2 separate regions of the Rattus norvegicus genome follow, and region 1 is linked to region 2. Evidence: chromatin contacts called from public Hi-C data. All regions are on one chromosome and are shown on one strand. Each heading gives the region's core, a stretch centred on a gene start, on an enhancer-like site or on the middle of the called end of the contact. The rest is flanking DNA. Distances are from core to core; before and after follow the strand shown.

Region 1 (4,214 bases), core at 434-2,933, 130 kb before region 2:
TAAAGTAGGTCTTGGTGCTAGAAATCAGCAGGCGGTCACTTTTACTAGTCAAGCCACATCACCAGCCTGATTTTTTTTAATATTCTCAAACTCCAAATTTCTTTACCACCATCCATCATCACCAGCAAAAACCCAGTGCACCCCAATAAATAACTAAAGCCATCTGAAAACTTCAGAAATGAACTTTAGAAAATCGGCAATCTTAATGTCTTTATGTCCTCTTAGAAGAAAGAAAATGTATTAGTTTACTGGAGAAAAGAAAACAACAAAAAGGTCAACGACTCCCTTAGGTCGTATGTGAAAGTCTGTTTGGATAGGCGAACTGAGAATACAGTATGGAAAAGTATTACTCAACTCTGTGAAGGGGTGTGTGTGATGTAGTCAAGGAAAAAGAGACTCGGATTTCTAGAAAAACAATTATAAACAAGAACCCATTATCCAAAGCTTCCTATTTAATGACACTTGTCATACAGTGGTGAGCTGGTTTCCAATTTCCACAAGCTCCAACACACACCAGCAAGACGACACCCTCCCTTCCGCGAAGCTCTGGAGATCTGGATCTCAGGCCGCCCCCAGGTTTTCTCACCGGGGTACGGGTCCAGCAGAGGCCACATCTGCTCAACCGGGTTGGTGCACACCTGGGGGTAAGGGGCTTCGCAGTTTCTATTCCTGCAGCTCCTACAACGAAAACACCAGTGGAGCTTTTGAGACTCGAAATTTTCTAGCTATTTCTACCCAGAGCCTCAATCTTTGTCTCCTCCGGGTAAATTTTCTCTTATGCAGAAAGCGGCTGCGAAAACCCGCACCTCGAGCCACATGTCCCTAAGATAGTGCTCTCCTACCAAGGCAAAACACAAGCTCTCAGATCCAAACAAACCGCCAGGGCTCCACAACCCTTTTCTAACCAGTCTCTTCACAAGTCCCGAATGGACAGGGTTCTGGGCTGGTTTACTGGCCTTGACCAAAGCTGGACGTGGCAGAACACTCTCCAGCCCGGGCAGCCCAGCAGATCTCCCGGCATCCGGAGTCTTCTGGCCGAGAAATAGGTCCGGAGGAAGCCTGTTATAGCCCGCTGGAGCGCACCAAGGGGTCTCGCTGCGAGGAATCAGAGCGGCTTCAGTTATCTTAGCTCGCTTTCTGATTTTTCCATGGGACCCCGCCCATCCCACTATCCCTGCTTCCCTGGCGCTCACTTCCAGCCCGAGGTCAAGTTCAAGGCCGATCGGGGCTGTGTCTGGGGAGCCGGATGCTCGGGCACAGCCGCCGAGGGCCTAGGCGAGAGCAGCTGCTCTCCACCTCGAGAAACGGGGAGCACATCGAGCCCGGAGAGATGCGCGTAGGACTCGGCCTCAGAGTAAGCTGCAGGAACTCATTTCATATTTCTCTTTCTCCTTCCTGAAGACCTCCGGGGACCGCCAATGTCTTGTCAATAACCTAGGAGAATAAACGAATCGAACTCTTCAGGCTCTTACCTTGTAATGGCTTGTGTCTGTAAATTTCTTAATTGGCTAATGGAAGGAAGGGAAGGCTTTCTTGGATGATAAATAAAGCTGAGTTCTCTGTTGATTCTGATCTCCAGACCAAGCAATTAGAGAAGCCACAGCCTCCTCCACTCCTGGAAATTCTTGAAAAAAAATTTCAACCGCAGCTGGCCAAATGGAGACCCGGAGGAGTATGTTTCTGATGATTGACAACAACGCTAGCCAGTTGGTGCTCAGCAGGGCAGGGCTCCTTGCCCGCCCTCAATCTGAGCCAATTACGGATCTAGATAAGAACGAGCCTCCTGCACTGGCGATTTGGCCTCTCAGATTGCCAATTAAGCCCTGTAGACAGACGTCAAATTGGGCCAGTAGCTGTTCGACATGGCGCCCCGCCCTCCCGATGAGCCTTGGCGGCCTCGAATCAGACGCCAGGGACCTTGTTTTTCGCTAGCCACAGGAAGGAGTATCGCTTCTGCCAGAGTTATCTTGGCTGTGACCCGAAAGAGAACAGGACAGCTACGCTTTGCTTGTAGAGCACTTGTACGTCATTCAGTGTTCTTGCTCGTTCTTTAACAAATCACAGAGCAATGTTCTTTGGACTGCCATAACAGGCATCTTGGGATGGCTCGCAACTATCCTGCATACCATAAAAATTCCATCTTTCGAAGGAAGCATTGCCTAGGATCTGGGGGCGTCCCAAATGACTCAAATAATCTAACTGCTTTTAGAACCTTCGGTCTAATAAGGAAGAAGAGGAAGCAAGGCAACAAATAAACAGTAAAAGAAAAATCACATCAAGAGAGGGAATGACTGAGGTGTGGATGGAGAACACTGGGCAGTGAATTTACGTAGGGCGCTGAGTCCCACAGGAACTAGTCAAGGAAAGATGGAGCTGAGCAAAAGGCAACAGCAGATGCCTTTCAGGCTGTATGAGCACACTACTGAAACCTGCCCAGGAGTATTGGCCAACACGAAACTAACTCCATGGTTTTTGTGTGGGGGTGGTTTTTTTTTTTTTTGACACTTTTTAGTCTTAATTTGTTTTTGTTTTGATTTTTGGGTTTTTGTTTGAGACAGTGAGAGTGCATACACAAAGTTAAGTGGGTAAGGAAGTGGGGGGGTATGTGAAAGGAATTGTGGGAAGGGGAAAGAATATGCTCAATATATGAATGGAATAAGTTCTAATTAAAAATATTCTTATAATTCATAATTAAGTCGTGTTGCCTAGTTGCACCTCCTGGCCCAAGAGCATCTGAAGATCCAGTGCATTTAATAATAATACGTTTAGACAGCGATATTCGTGTTGACGCCTCACTAACTCTAATGACTTGTGTTGGGTAGAGAGTCAATTTTCATAAAGCTCTTGAAATTATTACTGGATCTAGCATACAGACAGAAAAGTGCGCATACTGGATGTGGCTCAAGAGATCTTCACAACATGCAGCCTGACTCTGTATCCAGCACCTGACCAAGACAATGTTTCTAAGCCCAGGAGCAGTTCATCCTGCCATCTCACTACTGCTTCCTTGCAGGAGCAGCCTCTGTGCTGACTTTTAACACAGCAGATTAATTCTGCCTTTACACCTGATGTGTATTAAACCGCAACCTATGCGTTCTATTTGCTTACTTGGCTAACTGTGGCTCAACGATGTATTTGTAAGATTTTTTTCCCATGTTGCTATACAGTCGGGGTCTTGATACCTTTCCATTTTGCAATTCGATCATAGCTTATGCATTTATCTTTGTGATAGACGCTGAAGGCATTTCCAGTTTGGAGCTACTACGGTTGGTGACTAGCCTGCTTGGTGCCGTGAGTTCAGTACCTACTACCACAAAACCAGAAAGAGGGCTGGAGATGGTGCACATACTGCTCTTCCGGAATACTGTACAGAATTCCCAACACCAGTGTAGGGAAGCTTATGACCTATAAGTCCAGGGGGTTCAATGCCCCTGGCCTCCAAGGACACCAGCACTCGTGTGCACATAACCCCACACAGACCACACCTATGGACATAATGAAAAATAATAAATCTTTTACATAAAAGAAAATAATTCCTACCATTTGTATTTGTAACTGAGGAGACTGGGTGAAGAGGCTGAGGAAGTGACCTGAGGCACTTAGTTTCCAAGCGGTTGAACTGGGACATAAGCAGGCAATGCCTCTTCATAGTCCTGCTGTCAGCTACTTACTCAGAAGAGGTGACGTGAAGACACTGAACTTACACTCACTCTGCGGTGCTGTCCCAGTGCTGTTCTCTCCAGAGCACCTTGGATGTCTTTCCTACATGCACTGCAGAAACGGCACCATTTAATTCTGACGCATTTGCACAACCATGGTGTCTCTTTTACAGACTTTCTAGTGAGACTGTTCTGGTTTTAGGACTGACGATTCTGTGCTGTGTTTATAATCATGATCTCAGCAGTTTGCTTTGGTAATTTTCAACAAGAAAAGGAGAGGGATAGGGTTTCTGTTGGCAAACGCACAGCCAGGCTCCGATTCTTCAGTCACAGGGACTTGTAGACAGAGACTTTACTCTTCTAACATACAAATCTTATCAGAGAATTTAGGAGGAGGAATTAAACACTAGGTCACTATGACCCTTATCCACAGTAACCTCACAGTATACTCTGCCTGCTCCTGGGCTCCATTGGGAAACAGCCTTCTGGCACAAGGCTTTCTGCATCAGTCACTTCAAACAGGCTAAAGGTAACTTTACCTAATTCCATGTCACA
Region 2 (4,019 bases), core at 531-3,030:
CTGTTCATTGTTGGGCTGGGCTCCTGTACTCCAGCTGTAGTAACGGCATAAAAACATATGCAGTCTGAGGACTTTCCCTGCGAGTAACATAAATAAAAGGCCGAAACCTAGGCCAGTCAGAGAAGAACTGTCTCCTAATGATTTCACAGTGGGAGGGCTTGTCAGACCCCTTGCCAAAGATAGAGAAGCAGATACTATGATGGGCCAAGGTTGAGCCAGACCACAGCTGAACCTGGGTGGCTTAGCAAGGCAAACAAATCTCTGGTTTACTATTTAAACCTAAGCAAAAGGGCCAGGACCTGAAAACAAGGTGGATAGGCGTGTGTGTATGTGTGTGTGAGACCCGGAGAAACCATGTTTGTGTTTGTCTCTGGTTCTTTGTCCCTCTCCCTTGTGTAGGTACATTCAACAAATCTTTTTCTGCTTTTCACTGTTGTCTCTTGATTGACTATGAAGGCCGGTGGCGGAGCCTAGCTAGTTAGGGGTTCCAGGAGATAGAGTCTGACTCTTCTAATTCTGATCTACACTGTCATGATCATTTACTGGAGGCTGGAGGTTGCACATATGATAAGGGAGGGGATGAAAATCTAAACCTTCTCCACTTTATTCCATTTGGAGGCCAAAAGCAGGAATGACATAATCCTAGCTGTTTGATAGTGTTCTATTATGTCACTTTTGGCATTAGACTAATATGTACCTTGCCTGGACTCCGGAAATCACATACATCAGGTTGTTTTCTGTTTCTTGATTTTCTTGCCTTTCTAACCTGGTATCCCCAGAGGGCACAAACATTTTGTCACTATGTAACAATGTTTATTAAATGAAAGAACCGCAATACAATATTTCCTTTTAAATCATCACACAGATTTGGTTCTAAGTAAATAATGCAAAAAAAAAATCCACACAGAACCAATAAAGGCTGTAAATTTATATATAGTGATTATAAAAATACAAAGATCTATTTGCTTGTGTCCTCTTTGCTATCCATGTTATTCTGCTGGCTAATTATGTTAATCTCGTGATCATGGGGTTCTCTGGTCTATAAAATATTTAGATGATTAACAATCATTCTTCTATATTATTTCTCACAATTAAAGAGGTGTACTTACTCAAAACAATAAGAATGAAAATAAAACATTAAGAAAACAAAACAAAGGCCTGTGGCTCCTCCTCCAAGCAACCCCCCTCCCAGTGGTGATGAATGGGAGGGACTGTATCCCCCCTCCCTCGGGAGGCTATCTTTTCACTGTTTTAGGCCGTTTTGAAATTCTTTTCTTTAGAACAGGTATTTTTAATCAAACAAAGCAGTTACTGTTCCTGTGGTTGGCGCACGACCAGGGCCGAGGACACGGACGGGCAACAAGGCTGGGCTGGTGAGATGCGGTCAGTTTGGTGATGGAGCGTCTAAAGATGCGCCTTTCCCTGGTCTGCGAACCGTTCACACTTTGAATGAATCCATCTTTACAGGCTTTCCCTACCGGAATGTGGGCTTTCTAGGCGTGCGGTTTTCTCTAGAATCTCTCGGAAGGACACGGCCACGAGAGAGGCGAGGATAACTGGGAGACTTTGTGGTTGGTGGGCCTGGCGGCAGGCTGAGAGCCGCTGCTGGGAGGGCGTGACTGGCGGAGGCTGGAGGTTCGGCTTTTTCACGCTAGCTGCATCCAGATGTGCAAACCACGGATCACCAGGAAGGCTTCGCCGCGTAGCCCCGGCCTAAACGCCTTCCAGGAGGTTTGTCCCTGCCTGCGCGCCGTGCCCTGAGCTTTCAGGCAGGGGAAGCGCGCGGACATGGGCGAGACCATGTCAAAGAGACTCAAGTTCCACCTAGGAGAGGCGGAGATGGAGGAGCGGTCGTTTCCTAATCCCTTCCTAGACTATGAGGTCGCTGCCTCCGCCACGGGGTTCGCCTCTGGAACTGCGGAGGAAACAGGCCGTGTTTGCCCTCTTCCCACCACAGAAGACCCGGGCCTCCCTTTCCACCCCAACGGGAAGGTGAGTTGGTTGCCAGGGCCAGGACCAGCGGTTGGGAGGGTGAGGCCACCTGCGCCAATGGTAGCGTCCAGCGGTCACGCCCTGGGGTGCGGTGACGTCATCGGCGCGCGTCCCGCCCAGTCTAGGTCCTGCCCAAACGGCGGGGAAAAGGTGGTTTGGTTATGCATTCCCTCTGTTGAGACCTGAAACAGTCTGATGGAGCACTTTGATCGTTCTTGGGAGTAAAATGAGAATTTGCTGTTAGGTAGATTTTTTTCACATCTGCCAGTGGGCATGTACTTACTTGGAGAAACGCTAAAGTCACAGCCTGTTTTTCCTTTTTTTTTTTTTTTTTTGTTCTTTAACAACTTCATACATGTATTCTGGTTGCTTCCACCCCACTGTCTTTCATCCCCTTCCCTCTTCTGTACAACCGCTTCCCCTATGAGTTGCCCCCCCCCCATTTGTGTCTTTGTTTGTTTGTTTGTTTTGTCTTCCTGGGCTTTACCAAGACCTTCTCCGAACCATCCTTTGGTCCCTACTGGTGGATTCAGTAGCGTACACAACTGAAGACAATGGCTACCCCTCCTCCAGAACCAATCTGTTGTTAAGAGTTTGACATTAAGAATTAGAGCCCCGTGAACCCCTCCCCATCTGTGACTGACTTTTGGGAGGGCCTGTCCTGTGCACATCCAGCGCAAATAAGTATAATTATAGCAATTCTGAGCTCATGGTCACATTGGCATTATCAACTAGGACTTTTTTGTTTGTTTTTTGGCCAACCCCTCACATGTCACTTGTAGTGATATGAAACCTTTGGATGTGTGCCCAAGAGTGCGATAGCTGGATCTTAGAGTATTATTTATTTTTGAAACAAGAGAACCACTACGTATGCATCCCCTAGCTGGCCCGAAACTTGGATACCTGCTTCCCTTTATCTCTTGAGTGCTGGGATTAAAGCTATCCATCATGCTCAGTGCATAAGGTGTTTTTACGTCTAACTTTTGAGGACCCTCTGGATTGATTTCCAAATCGGCCACACCAGATTACACTCTCACCAATAGTGTAAAAGGATTCCCCTTACCCCACACCCCTGCTAGCATTTCTTATTTGTATTCTTGATAGTGGCCTTTCAGACTGGGGTAGGATGGAATTTTAAGGCAATTTCCATTTGCATACTACTCATCCCTGAGGAGGTTGAACATTTTGGAAAATGTTTACTATTTGTAGTTCCCTATTTTACTATTTTTCCAGTTGCATAGCATAAGTTGCAACTTAAAAAATAATTTTATGGAGGTGTTTTTCCTGCATGTATGTGTGCCACATGCATACCTAGTCCTTGAGGAGGTCAGAAAGAGTGTGCTGGATCCTCTTCAGTGTAGTTGTGGACAGTTAGGAGCAACTGTGTGGGGCTAGGAGCCAAACCTAGATCCTCTGGAAGATTCCTAAATGTTCTTAATTGTTGAGCTGTTGCTCCAGTCCTGTACAGCCCCCCCACCCCCTTTTTTATTTTTATTTGTTTACTTGATGCTCAGTGTGGGTTATTATTTTTTTTTTATTTGATTTGACTTTTAGGTCTTTGTATATTTTAGACACTAGAAGACACTACTCTTTTGTTGAATGTGTAGTTGGAAAAAAGACTTTCTCCTATTTTGAGATCCATCTCATCTGTTGACCGTTGCTTGTATTGCTTATGCTACTGGAGTCCTGCTTGAAAAGTGCTTACCTATGCCTGCACATTGACGTATACTCCCCATTTTTCTCTAGTAGTTTGAGAGTATCAAGTCTTATGTTGAGGTCCTCCATCTGGACACTGGATTTGAGTTTTGTGCAAGGTGACATACGAAGATATAGTTTTGTTCTTTTGTGAGATCTGGTATTTCCAGCACTACCATGACCTTCACTGCCTTGGGATTGACCTGATGGGGCAAAGGAGGGGAATGAAGAAACAGCACACACACTTACAGAAAAGCTGGTGTCTGGTGAGCTGTTCTCAGCAGCCCAAACCCAGTGCATTTATTATATAAATCTGAGGTGAGGAGGTAGGT

Evidence for each region. A called contact is a pair of places that touch in the nucleus more often than the background predicts.
Region 1: a Hi-C map of frontal cortex shows a contact between it and region 2, with 2.2 times the contacts expected there. The contact joins the promoter of Ppm1k here to the promoter of Lancl2 in region 2. A contact is called at or near these places in 2 of 12 Hi-C or Micro-C datasets (frontal cortex and mammary epithelial cells) and 1 of 1 datasets of contacts at active chromatin or transcription factors (oligodendrocytes).

What each region holds. Positions count from the first base shown.
Region 1 is chr4:88,939,818-88,944,031 of GRCr8, reverse strand. Ppm1k (protein phosphatase, Mg2+/Mn2+ dependent, 1K) reads right to left here and starts at 1,683. Exons shown (of 7, transcript NM_001107863.1): 1 at 1,473-1,683.
Region 2 is chr4:88,810,640-88,814,658 of GRCr8, reverse strand. It overlaps Lancl2 (LanC like glutathione S-transferase 2), which reads left to right and starts at 1,780. Exons shown (of 9, transcript NM_001014187.1): 1 at 1,780-1,992. The coding sequence starts at 1,789.